Linked DNA regions of Sus scrofa: regions 2 and 3 are each linked to region 1. Evidence: chromatin contacts called from public HiChIP or PLAC-seq data. All regions are on one chromosome and are shown on one strand. Each heading gives the region's core, a stretch centred on a gene start, on an enhancer-like site or on the middle of the called end of the contact. The rest is flanking DNA. Distances are from core to core; before and after follow the strand shown.

The links. HiChIP or PLAC-seq counts read pairs in DNA pulled down with a chosen protein or histone mark.
Region 2: an H3K27ac HiChIP or PLAC-seq map of alveolar macrophages shows a contact between it and region 1. The contact joins two enhancer-like sites. A contact is called at or near these places in 3 of 47 Hi-C or Micro-C datasets (adipose tissue, embryonic fibroblasts and liver) and 1 of 2 datasets of contacts at active chromatin or transcription factors (alveolar macrophages).
Region 3: a contact with region 1 is called in an H3K27ac HiChIP or PLAC-seq map of alveolar macrophages. The contact joins two enhancer-like sites. A contact is called at or near these places in 1 of 47 Hi-C or Micro-C datasets (epiblast stem cells) and 1 of 2 datasets of contacts at active chromatin or transcription factors (alveolar macrophages).

The regions. Positions count from the first base shown.
Region 1 is chr12:46,372,552-46,376,558 of Sscrofa11.1, forward strand. All of the region lies in intron 6 of BLMH (bleomycin hydrolase), which reads right to left. Among named protein-coding and RNA genes, the nearest start is that of BLMH, 19 kb to the right of the region's middle. Within about 2 kb of position 1,905, at least 6 of the 83 cell types and tissues checked have an H3K27ac peak or open chromatin away from gene starts, as enhancers often do. A contact at or near this core is called in alveolar macrophages, where this site is marked.
Region 2 is chr12:46,187,777-46,191,783 of Sscrofa11.1, forward strand. EFCAB5 (EF-hand calcium-binding domain-containing protein 5) reads left to right here. Exons shown (of 24, transcript XM_013981195.2): 20 at 668-771; 21 at 3,378-3,631. Among named protein-coding and RNA genes, the nearest start is that of NSRP1, 21 kb to the right of the region's middle. Within about 2 kb of position 2,160, at least 10 of the 83 cell types and tissues checked have an H3K27ac peak or open chromatin away from gene starts, as enhancers often do. A contact at or near this core is called in alveolar macrophages, where this site is marked.
Region 3 is chr12:46,240,777-46,244,783 of Sscrofa11.1, forward strand. All of the region lies in intron 2 of NSRP1 (nuclear speckle splicing regulatory protein 1), which reads left to right. Among named protein-coding and RNA genes, the nearest start is that of MIR423, 31 kb to the left of the region's middle. Within about 2 kb of position 2,270, at least 3 of the 83 cell types and tissues checked have an H3K27ac peak or open chromatin away from gene starts, as enhancers often do. A contact at or near this core is called in alveolar macrophages, where this site is marked.

The sequences.
Region 1 (4,007 bases), core at 655-3,154:
TGGATGTCACGTGAGGACATTACCACTGATAACTGCAGTCAAGACAAGGACAATGAAAGTATAAACTGAGAACATGCTTAGATAAGGAAAGTTTTATAGATTTAAATGATGTATATTTTCAACTAGTAATCACTGTCACATGTGTATGAACACTTTATATGGAATCATTTTGATTAATTCTCAGTCATCCAAGGGTGGTTTATCCAGTTCAGCCAGGCCCTGCCCCCAAAAAGGGGGAGGCTAGGGCTAGACCTAATGAAGATTAAGAAAATGAAGTGAATTTCTGTTTACTTTTAAACAAATTCTAAATAGAAATGAGTGTTTTACCCTCTAATTTACATAGTACCTTACTGTGTATTTGACTCCTTATCTAAAATAAAAGTGTTAAATCATTCCTTCCTTCTCTCCAAAAATGCATTAAAGGAAATCTGCATTTTAGCTATCTAAATGAATTCTCTGGTGAATCGTTTTATTTTGTTTTATTTTATTTATTTTTATGGCTGCATGCACAGCATTCGGAAGTTCCCAGGCAGGGGACTGAGTCCTCTGAGCCGCAGCCGCAACCTACGCCAGAGCTGTGGCAATGCCGGATCCTTAACCCACTGTTGGGGGCCAGGGATCGAATCTTTGCCTCTGCAGCAACCAGAACTGCTGCAGTAAGATCCTTAACTGACTGTACCACAAGCAGGAACTCCTATGGTGAATATTTTTAGAAGAAAAATACTTAGGCCCTACTGCATATGTTTTATAAATCTGCATTTTTATCAAAGATACATAAAAGGAATGAATGAGAATAAGAGTGACATCTCTTGCTCTTGGATTTTAGTAAAACTGTAATTAGAGACATGTTTTATATTATGTTTACCATAACTATAAATTATGCAAAACCATTTACATTCAAGTAAGTTTATAATACTTTGGAAAGAATATTTGACTCCAAGCCAACCCAAATAGTTAAATATGCTCTAATTTAAAAAATTCTCCAAAGTATAATCTCCAAGGTCCTTGATAACCATATTTCTTGCTAAGACACTCTGCTGTTCTGAAACAATATTCCCTGCCTCTCGAAAGTACAAAACTGCCAGTGAGCTTTGGATATTTGAGTCTTGTTCTCTGGTGGGCAACTTGGGGTGTCACCTGCTTTTCACAAGATGCTTTTGGCATTTAGGACAAAAGAAAGGATCCTGGACACTGAGCTCAAGTCATTATGCAGAACTGAACATTGGTGAATAAAAGAACAAGTAAGGGACTAGAAAAAAGGACATAGAAAGTATGAAACATGGGACACGGGGAAAGAATATGTGGACCCGTAGTAGTAGTCAATGCTAACAACCAAGCTAGTTGTAATGGAGCAAAACTGGTAAAGATTTCAGTGGCAGGAACCACTGCAGAAGTGACAGAATCTTAGAATCTTCATTTGTATTTACAATACTGGATTGTCCAGCAAAGTCTAGAGCGTTGTAGAAATATTACTTCTCTTGTTATAAAAACGCAAAGCTACAGTCCCATTAAGAAGTCATCTACTCCTACTTTTTAATTTTACTAATGGAGAAATTAGATTCAAAGGTAAAATGACCTATTGATCATAGAGTAGAATGACCACAAGGATACAAAAGTGGTCACAGAAAATAAATAAACTTTGAAGAAAGTTCAGAGTTGAGAGTAAGTAAACCAGTTACAAGAGGGAAGGGGTAGTAGAGTTCCACTGTGGCTTATTGGGTAAAGGACCCGACACTGTCTCTGTGAAGATGAGGATTCGATCCCAGGCCTACCTCAGTGAGTTAAGGATCTGGAGTTGCCCCCAGCTGTGGTATAGGTTGCAGATGTGGCTTGGATCTGGTGTTGCTGTGGCTGTGGAGCAGGCCTCAGCTGCAGCTCCGATTCAGCCCCTAGCCTGGGAACTTCCCTATGCTGCAACTGCGGCCATAACAAGAGGGAAGGAAGAAAAAAAAAGAGTTCCTATAGTGATGCAGTGGAAACAAATCTGATTAGCATCCCTGAGGATGTGGGTTCGATACCTTGCCTTATTCAGTGGGTCTGGGATCCAGCGTTGCTGTGAGCTGTGGTGTAGGGTCATAGACACAGCTTGGATTTTGCTTTGCTGTGGCCGTGGTGTAGGCCAGCAACTGTAGCTCTGATTCAACCTCTAGCCTGGAAACTCCATATGCCATGGGTGTGGCCCTAAAAAGCAAAAAAAAAAAAAAAAGTGGGGAGAAGGGGTAGAGACCTTAGCGACTGCTGATAATGTAGAGAAAGGAGCGAAGACAGCTCTCTACTGCCTTCTGGTGGGGAATGAGAAGCAAGGATCTATTCAGGCAGGGAAAGACATGAGGTACACTTAAAAGGTATGTGCTCTTCTGTGATATCAAAGGAAATGAGCTCATACAGATGATAACTGACAGTCAAATGACCATCTTGAAACTACTTCTAAAGTGGTATCTGAATCAAGGAAACACAAATTCAGACTCTCCAGCTCCACCCAGATTTACTGAATCAATCTGCACTTTTGAAAAGATCTCCAGGGGATTTGAATGCACATGAAGGTTTGAGAGCACGACTTTAGAGCACACCTCTTCTCCTACCCTCTTCTAAAACCCAGCTTCTTCAGTTATTACTGCTCTTATTTGTATTTGCTATCCCTTACCACACACAGGTTCCCTCATGACTGCCAAAAAGCCACCTTTCCTATCTGCAAGCCCCCACTTCAGATACATCACCCCGATTCTTCCCTCTTCCTTATCCTCCACACAAGAAAGTCCTGACAGCTTCTCTTCCAAGATACACCCCCAAATGTATTCATTTCTCTTCATTCACTCTCTCCAACCTGGCTGGAACCAATACAATCTCTCACTCACACAACCACAAGAGCCTCCAAACTAGTCTCCTCACTTCCTCTCTTACTGTTTTACCATTTATCCTCAAAACAGCCAGAGTGAGATATTCTTAAAACAAAAATTAAATCACATCACTCCTCAGCTTAAACTCCCTGGTGGCTACCACACTTAGAATAAAATGCAACCTCCTTACCATGGCTCCCAGGCTCAACATAAGCCAGTTCTCATTTCCTCTGTGAAATCTATTCCAGCCACTCCCACTCTTTTTCCAAGCTCAAGCCCACACTGCCTTCTTTCTGTTCCTCAAAAACACCAAGCTCGGAGTTCCTGTCGTGGCGCAGTGGTTAATGAATCCGACTGGGAACCATGAGGTTGGGGGTTCGATCCCTGGCCTCGTTCAGTGGGTTAAGGATCCGGTGTTGCCGTGAGCTGTGGTGTAGGTCGCAGACGCGGCTCAGATCCCGCATTGCTGTGGCTCTGGCGTAGGCTGGCAGCTGCAGCTCCGATTGGACCCCTAGCCTGGGAACCTTCATATGCCGCGGGAGCAGCCCAAGAAATGGCAAAAAGACAAAACAAAACAAAACACCAAGCTCTCTCCTGCCTTAGGGCTTCTGCACCTACTATCCCTTCAGCCTGCTGTGCTCTGTGTCCAGATCTTTGCATGGCTGGATTCTTCCTGCTATTCATGTTTCAGTTCAGATTTGACCTCAGGAAACTTTCTTTTGCAGCACCTGTGACATTTGGAAGTTCCCAGGCCAGGGATCAAACCTGTGCCACAGCGGTAACCAGTCACAGCAGTGACTCTTAACCACCCTATCAATCACTGTTTTTTATGTTCTTCAGAGGGCGTATCACTTCAGATTCTTTGTTTATTTACTGTGTCCTGTCTGTCTCCCTCCGCCAGAAGCAAAGTCCAAAGAGCAGAGACCATGTGTATTTTGGTCATCACTGTACCCGCAGGGCTTAGAATATGCTTAATATTTAGCAGGTACTCAATAAATATTTATGGAATAAATGAGTAACAACTTCACTCCTCTGCCCTGCCAAGCTTCTTGAAACTGCTTGCCTCTCCCTGCCACAGTCTGACCCCTCTCTGCCTAGCGCCTTCCTTTCTCCATTCTATCACACCCGTACTGAGGAAAGCCTTTTCTCAGCCCTCCTAGTCTCTAACCT
Region 2 (4,007 bases), core at 910-3,409, 180 kb before region 1:
CATTTGACTGGTTATACAACACTGTGAATATATATATATATATATATATATATATATATGTTTGTTTGTTTTTTTTGTCTTTTCTATGGCCACACTCACAGCATATGGAAGTTCCCTGGCTAGGGGTCCAATCGGAGCTATAGCCACAAGCCTACACCAGAGCCACAGCAATGTGGGATCCGAGCCGCGTCTGCAGCTTACACCACAGATTCATGGCAACGCCAGATCCTTAACCCACTGAGCAAGGCCAGGGATCGAACCTGCAACCTCATGGTTCCTAGTCAGATTCTTTAACCACTGTGCTGCGACAGGAACTCCACTGTGAATGTGTTTAATGCTACTGAATTGCATACTTATGAATGGTTAAAATTACAATAGTTTGCTGTGTATGTTTTACCAAAACAACCAAAAACAAAACAAAAACCATGAGTCTGGACGGGATGACCAATGGAAAGAGAAAGGACAGAAAAAAAAATTCTGAGATCCATGCCCTGAGGCCCTCCAAGTGTTTGGGATCATTGTAGCTCAAAATTATATTGACCTTGACCTATAGTCTGAAAACATAACATCAAAGTTTTTCTAATTTTTTTCTACTTATTTGTCCACAAAAACTTGGATGAGATTTGCTAATCACTCCTCTCTGAAATAAAATCTTCCTCTTTTTAAGGATTCAGACTATGTTTTACGCAATATGATGGTCACAGGGCACCTGGGTCTAACAGAAATCCACAAAAATCCCCCTACCATCTTTCGGAAGACGTGCATCTTCAGGTATGAGACTTTGTTTTGTTTGATTTCCAGCTTCTGACTCTTATTAGTACACACTGTCTCTCATTCTGATCAGGTTTTAAAAAAAAATTACTATAGACCTTTGTCTGCCTGGGTCCTTTCCTCCTAAAGTCCTTTTAAAAAATAGATTTCAATTTAGTATTTTATTTTCTATAATTTTCTTGTAAACATGGAATTAACAGAAACCCACCATGATTATGAAAGATACACCCCCATCACTTATCAGAGCTCAACATCTTAATGTTAGCTAGCCTAGAGACATGTGTTTTTTTATTTAAAGAAAGCAGACTGGGATAAAGATGGGGAGGAGGCAGAGAAAGCTGCCTTTTAAAAGTACCCAGTTCTGGGAGTTCCCGTCGTGGTGCGGTGGTTAACGAATCCGACTAGGAACCATGAGGTTGCGGGTTCGATCCCTGGCCTTGCTCAGTGGGTTAAGGATCTGGCGTTGCCATGAGCTGAGATTAGGTTGCAGACGCGGCTTGGATCCTGCATTGCTGTGGCTCTGGCGTAGACTGGCAGCTACAGCTCTGATTCGACCCCTAGCCTGGAAACCTCCACATGCCGCGGGAGTGGCCCAAGAAATGGCAAAAAAAAAAAAAAAAGTACCCAGTTCTAGATTACCTTGAATGCATCTCACCTGTGGAATGCAAAGAACACTATTCAACTGTGGGCAGATGCAAAACAGATCCTAACGGAGAATACACCTATTACAAAAAGGACCGCTGCTTCTTAGAGAGTCAGTGTAGGCAGTATCCTATCTCAGATTAGTAGGCTGATTTGACATTTAAGTACTTATGTTCATTCGATTTTAGTTTGGCCTCATACCAGAATATTCATTAAGTTCTAAGCTCTTTTCCATATAGTTGTTTCTTGTGCTGGTCAAGGAGTCCTTGTAACACCCAGACTTATAAGCTAGGATTCCCATGTGTAACCTAGGGCAGATGCCTTTTATGGAACTTGTTGACTGAGAAAGCTTAATATGATGCAGTCTTTGCTATGGTTATCATACAGTCACAAAGTGATGGCTCAGCTGCAGCAAGGGCAGGAGCAGCAAAAGGACATAATCTTTATCATTGTAGGGTTGATGTCATGAAATACCCATGTCCTTTTTGAGGCTATGCAAAGCACCAACATTTTTACACATACCTCAAAGGAATGACATTTCAGTATCAATGCAGATAGGGAAAGGGGGAAAGAGAGAGAGAGATGTGTTTATGCTTCACTAGAGAAAGGAGATACTACATTTCCATGAAACCTCAGGTACCTCCCTGAAGCAGATGCTGTCGATGCCCCACCCAGACCCCGTGTAATTTCCGCCAGGGCCTGCAGGTCGTGCTGCTGATGACTCACACTGAAACTGTCTGCGGAAAAGCGCCCTGGAGCGTGGGAGCCTCTCAGAAGGAAGTGCCTAAGAGTTGTGTAAACACCTTCCCCCCACACACCCAGAGCAGCTGAGGGCTCTAATGACTGACAAAAGACCTCTCCCCTGCCCCAAGATGGGGCAGATTCTGGGCACAATTTGCCTTCCAGGGCTCCCCTTGGGATCCGGCTGAGGCTCAACTTCACCTGAAATCACTTCTTACCTAGCTTTCCCCCTACCCTATCCTGCTTTCCTCAGACCCGTAGAGGTTTCTCCTAAGAGCAAGCGCATTCCCTCGTTTGCACAGAGCATCCCTCTCTCAGGCTCTGCTTCTAGGGAACCTGACCTAACACACTCATTGTTCCTTCAGGTATTCAGTCAATACAAGACAATTTATAAATAAAAACAAAGGCCCTCAGATGAGTATAATTATGGTAAAGACAGTAAGGCAGAGTGTTAGTATGGAGCAGGACTCAGGTTTAGCTTCTTCATTTATTTGTCTTTTCAGGGCTGCACCTGTAGCATATGGAGGTTCCCAGGGTAGGGGTCAAATCAGAGCTACAGCTGTTGTTTCCAGGCTACACCACAGCCACAGATCCATCCGAGCCACATCTGCGACCTACATCACAGCTCAACGCAATGCCAGATCCTTAACTCACTGAGCAAGGCCAGGGATGGAACCTGTGTCCTCATGGATACTAGTCAGATTCATTTCCACTGAGCCACGATGGGAACTCCTAAAGTGCCTTTTTTTTTTTTTTTTTAAGGGCGCACAACCAGCATATGGAGCTTCCCAGACTAGGGATGGAATTGGAGCTGTAGCTGATAGCCTGTGCCACAGCCACAGTGATGTAGGATCCAAGCCGTGTCTGTGACCTACACCACAGCTCACGGCAATGGCAGATCCTTAACCCAGAGTGGGGAGAGGGATCAAATCCATGTACTCATGGATACTAGTTGGTTTCACCACTGCTGAGCCACAATGGGAACTCCAGGTGTGGCTTCTTCAGATTGCAGGGTCAGGGAGGGCTTCTCCGGGAGGAGCTGAGGGAGAGAGCCCCCTGAACTCGAGGGCGGGAGCGATCCAGGCAGGTGAAACAGCAACAAGGACGGGCCGGAGTGGTTGGGGTGTAGTAGACTCGATCGAAGGTGTTTCGGTATGTTTGGGTGGAATGTTGTGATCAGGCTGTTGTTTTATTTCCTTATGTTTATTTGGTTTTGGTTTCAGAGATTTCCTCTATAAGTGTACCGACAGTTCAGAGGTTGTTTTGGCCTCTGTCTGTGGAGAAAACCACATAGCAGTTCCACTTCGTGAGAGGACAGGAGAAGCTTTGGGAGTTCTCGATGTCAACATTGGCAGGAGTAAGATGTTGTTTTATCGAGAATTTAAAGATCTGCAGAAAATGATAAAGGTGATCCAAGTTGCCTGCAATGAAATACTGGGCGAATTATCTGGAGAAATAAAGAAAAACTACATCTTAGGTATTGTGAACACAGTGCCTGTCTGAATTAATAGATTTAATAAGTTTGGGGGAAATCACAGACAATGCAATGAAGGGTGCATTTTCTAAAATGAGTTGTTGCACCATATAGAGCTTTCCATGTGGAAGAATTTCCTTCGTGCCATCCTGGGCTGCTGGGTGTGGTCTATAAATTAGAGCAAAGGGTAAGGCACCACATTTTCTTGGGTGGCTAGAACCGGAAGGACTCATAAAGGCAGTGGAGAAGTAGCGTTTATTAGACCCCACATCATGTATCTAGCACTTTGAATATGTTCTTTCAGTTAGTCCTTACTGTAACTCTGTGAAGTGAATGGTGATAGCTCATTTTACAGGTGAAGAAAGTAAAGTTCAGAGAA
Region 3 (4,007 bases), core at 1,020-3,519, 130 kb before region 1:
GTCACATCATTTGCAAATATTTTCTCCCAGTCTGTAGATTGTCTTTTCATTTTATTTGTGGTTTCCTTTGCTCCGCAGCAGCTTCTAAGATAATTAGGTCCCATTTGCTTATTTTTGCATTTCTTTCTTTTGCCTTGGGCGACTGATCTAAGAAAATACTGGTACCATTTATGTCGGAGAATGTTTTGGGTATCTTCTCTTCTGGTGTTTTATGGTGTCCTGTCTTTAAGTCTTTAAGCCATTTTGAGTTTATTTTTGTATATGGCGTGAGAGTGTCACCTAATAACTTCATTGATTTGCATTTGCTGTCCAGCTTTCCCAGCACCATTTATTGAAGAGACTTTTTTTCTGTTGTATAATATTGCCTCTTTTGTCAAAGATTAATTGACCTGCAATGTGTGGGTTTATTTCCTGGCTCTCTATTCTGATCCATATGTTTGGTTTTGTGCCAGTACCATGCTGTTTTGATTATTGTAGTATTGTCTGAAGTTTGGGAGGGTTATACTTCCAGCTTTGTTCTTTTTCCTCAGGATTGCTTTGGCAATTCTGGGTCTTTTAGGTTTCCATATAAATTTTAGGGTTGTTTGTTCTAGTTCTGTGAAAAATGTTGTGGGTAATTTGATAGGGGTTGCATTGAATCTGTAGGTTGCCTCGGGTAGTATGGCTTTATTTAACTTGTGTTTATATTTAATGTTTAATTACACTTGGAATGTATTTTGGTGTTTATTATAAAGAATGAGGTATGAGGTAAGATAACAGTTTTAATTTTTTTTTCTGAAGTCTGGACAGTCGTCCCCACACCATTTAGGAAATAGTCTATCATTTTCCCACTAATTTGAATTTTCCTTTCCTAAGATATTGTTTCAAATGAATACATTTTTTCATTTAGATATTAGAGGAAAATGTAGAAGAAATCAGAAAATTCTCCATTTAGGATGCAATAAGGCATTTTAAGGAGGTAAAATTATGAGGATCATGTCTTATATGAGATTTAGTTGAGTTGTCAGTGGAAGAACTATTGTAATAAGACTTCAGAAATGCAGTTCATATCTTTTGGATAGGGAGTATAATTTTTGTTTAATTTATAACCATTCCAGAAACAGGATGATATAAGCTTTCTATAACATATGTCATTCCACCTCTCATGCCCATTTCTGTAGTCCTCTAGCTTAGAAGCTTTAATACCATGTTTGATTCTGTTGTCTACACTCTTTCTATCCATCTCTTCCAGCGCTGTTTATTTTAGAATATTGCCTAGATTTACCCTTTCTATTCCCATCTGCTGTAGTTTTGTAAACCCTATGCCCCAGTCTCCTGTTATCCATATTGCATTGATTACAAGGCCATTTTTCTAAATTACTTTTTCATTAGGTTAAAAAATCTCTAATAATTCTTTTTATCTTTGTATCACTTCCAGAGTTCACCTTTTTTATAACATGATCTGATCCAACTTTAGTTCTTGGCACCTAAACAGAAGTCATTTTCCATGATTATATTGACTTCTGCATTCTTTATTGCCATGTTTATGTCATTGTATTTCCTTTTGGGGTTTCCTCTATACAACATAATCTTTTTTCACTGTTAGCCATTTTTCTAAATTTGGCTTAGTTCTTCCTTCTTCATAAGTGATTCTTTGATTCTCTCAGACCATGATTTTCCTTCTCTGAATTCTAATACCTATAGTAAGTTTCTCTTCTCACTATTCTATTCTTGCCTTCTTCCTGGGACACATCTATTACGTTTTTGCCTATTCTCTATGCCTAAAAAGCTCTTCTCCAGATCTCACGGTGACTTGTTTTCTCACCTTATACAGGTCTTGGTTCAGCTACTGTGTTCTCATTGAGACCTTCCTTAAGAAACCTGTTTCAAATTCAGTCCACTCAGTACCTGTACCTTTCTTAGATATATTTTTCTGTATAGAATGCAACATGTTTGACATGTTTTATTTGTAATAAACATTATAAAACCTTCATACTTAAAACATTTATATTTATGTTTTATTCTGTTTATTGTCTGTTCCCTTATACGGTCATTGAGGGCAGGATTTCTTGTTGATTGTTTTTTCTACAGCACTTTGAATAGTGCCTTGCACATGGCACACACTCAATAAGTGCTTGAATGAATAAGAGCCATTAGGTTGGTGTTAATTGCATAAAAGTATTAGTTGCTTGTTTCCTTAGCTAGATGTAAGTTTTTGAAAGGATGAGTATATTCCCAACTCTCTTGGTTATTGGACATAGAGTGACCTAACAGACAATTACAACTGGCTGAAGGTGTGGAATTAGAAACTTTGACCACACAAAGGCAATGGCACTTCCTGTTCAGTAGCTGGTCAAGATACTGAGAATAGTTAACTTTCAGTTCTGAGTAGGAACTTAAAGTTGCTTTTATTAATTAATAGATTAAATAACTTGTTTAATAAATCAGAATAATGAATGCATATTCATTATAGGCCATCTAGAAAATATGGAATGTATGAATGAAAAATTAAAATTACTGTTAATCCCACCACCCAGACTAACCACTATACACACTTAGACAGCAGCTTCATAATATTCTGTATTGTATTGGACCATAATTTATCCAGCCGTTTTCTTATTAATGGACATTTCAATTTTTTTTAAATACTCTGTGCTTTTATTTCTATGATGTATTTCCATATTCTTCTGAGTCGAAGAATATGTATGTTCAAAATATTAAATAGATGTACATTATCATTTTAGATGTCATATCACATTTCATTATATGAATAAACCATAATTTTGCTATTCTGTTGCTGAATCTTAGAATAGTTAACCACTATTTGATTTTAGAAATTGCATTATCCTGCAAGCCATTTTGGATCTAAATATTTGTACACATTTGAGATTATTTCCTGAGAATGAATTCTTCACATGGAAGTGCTGGATCAAAGGCTGAGCAAAGTTTTAAATCTCATCACAGAGAATGTAATGGGGTGGAAAATAGAACCATAGCTATGAGCACTTATTTATTTAACAAATATTTATCTGCTGGACATGTTGCCAGTTTGTGAAGCTACAGAAGTGTTAAGGATGGACAATGTTCATTGAGGGAGATGCAGCTGAGTAAAATGACAACATCAATGTGGAATGATTAGTAAAATGAGAAAATACAGATAGGAGGGTACACATATCTAACACAACCTTGGAGTCAGGAAAGATTTCCTGAAGGAGGCCAAGACTAGAAGGATAAGTCAGAGTTATACAAGCAGAGGGAATTAGATATACAAGGTACTGAACTGAAGGAGGACATTGTGTGTTTAAGAAAATGAGAGTGGCTAATTAAGAACAGATCAAAACGCAGTAATGTACACAGAAGTTGAAATAGAATGTTGTATTTATATATACAATACATGAATAATGTTATAAACCAATGTTAGGTCAATTTAAAAATAAAGAGGAGTTCCCGTCATGGCTTATGGTAACAAACCCAACCAGTAACCATGAGGGTTTGATCCCTGGCCTTGCTCAGTGGGTTAAGAATCTGGTGTTGCCATGAGCTTTGGTGTAGGTCACAGGCACAGGCCTGGATACCGCATTGCTATACTGTGATGTAGGCCAGCAGCAACAGCTCTGATTCGATCCCTAGCCTGGGAACTTTTTATATATGGCACAGATGTGGCCCTAAAAAGCAAAAAAAAAAAAAAAAAAAAAGGAATGGAACATAAAGAGTGAGGAACTAATAAGAGAGTTTAAAGCAAGGCCAGAATCAACTATATCAGATATTTGAGAGGTCAGATAAAATAAGTTTAACAACAAGGGCTTTAGAACAATTTCGTGAAGTGGTAGGGAGAAAGGCCAGGTTCCACTGCGGTTGAGGAATGAATATGGATAGAGGCAACGAGGTTAGAACACTGGTTCTTATGGGATGCCAGGACTTAAGGTAGCTTTAGGGAGAGCAGGAGTTAGGGGGAGAGGAGCTCTTTATTTCCAACAGGAGAGATGTGAGCATGGGTCCTGATGCGCTTAAGGTTTTTAGATTTTGTG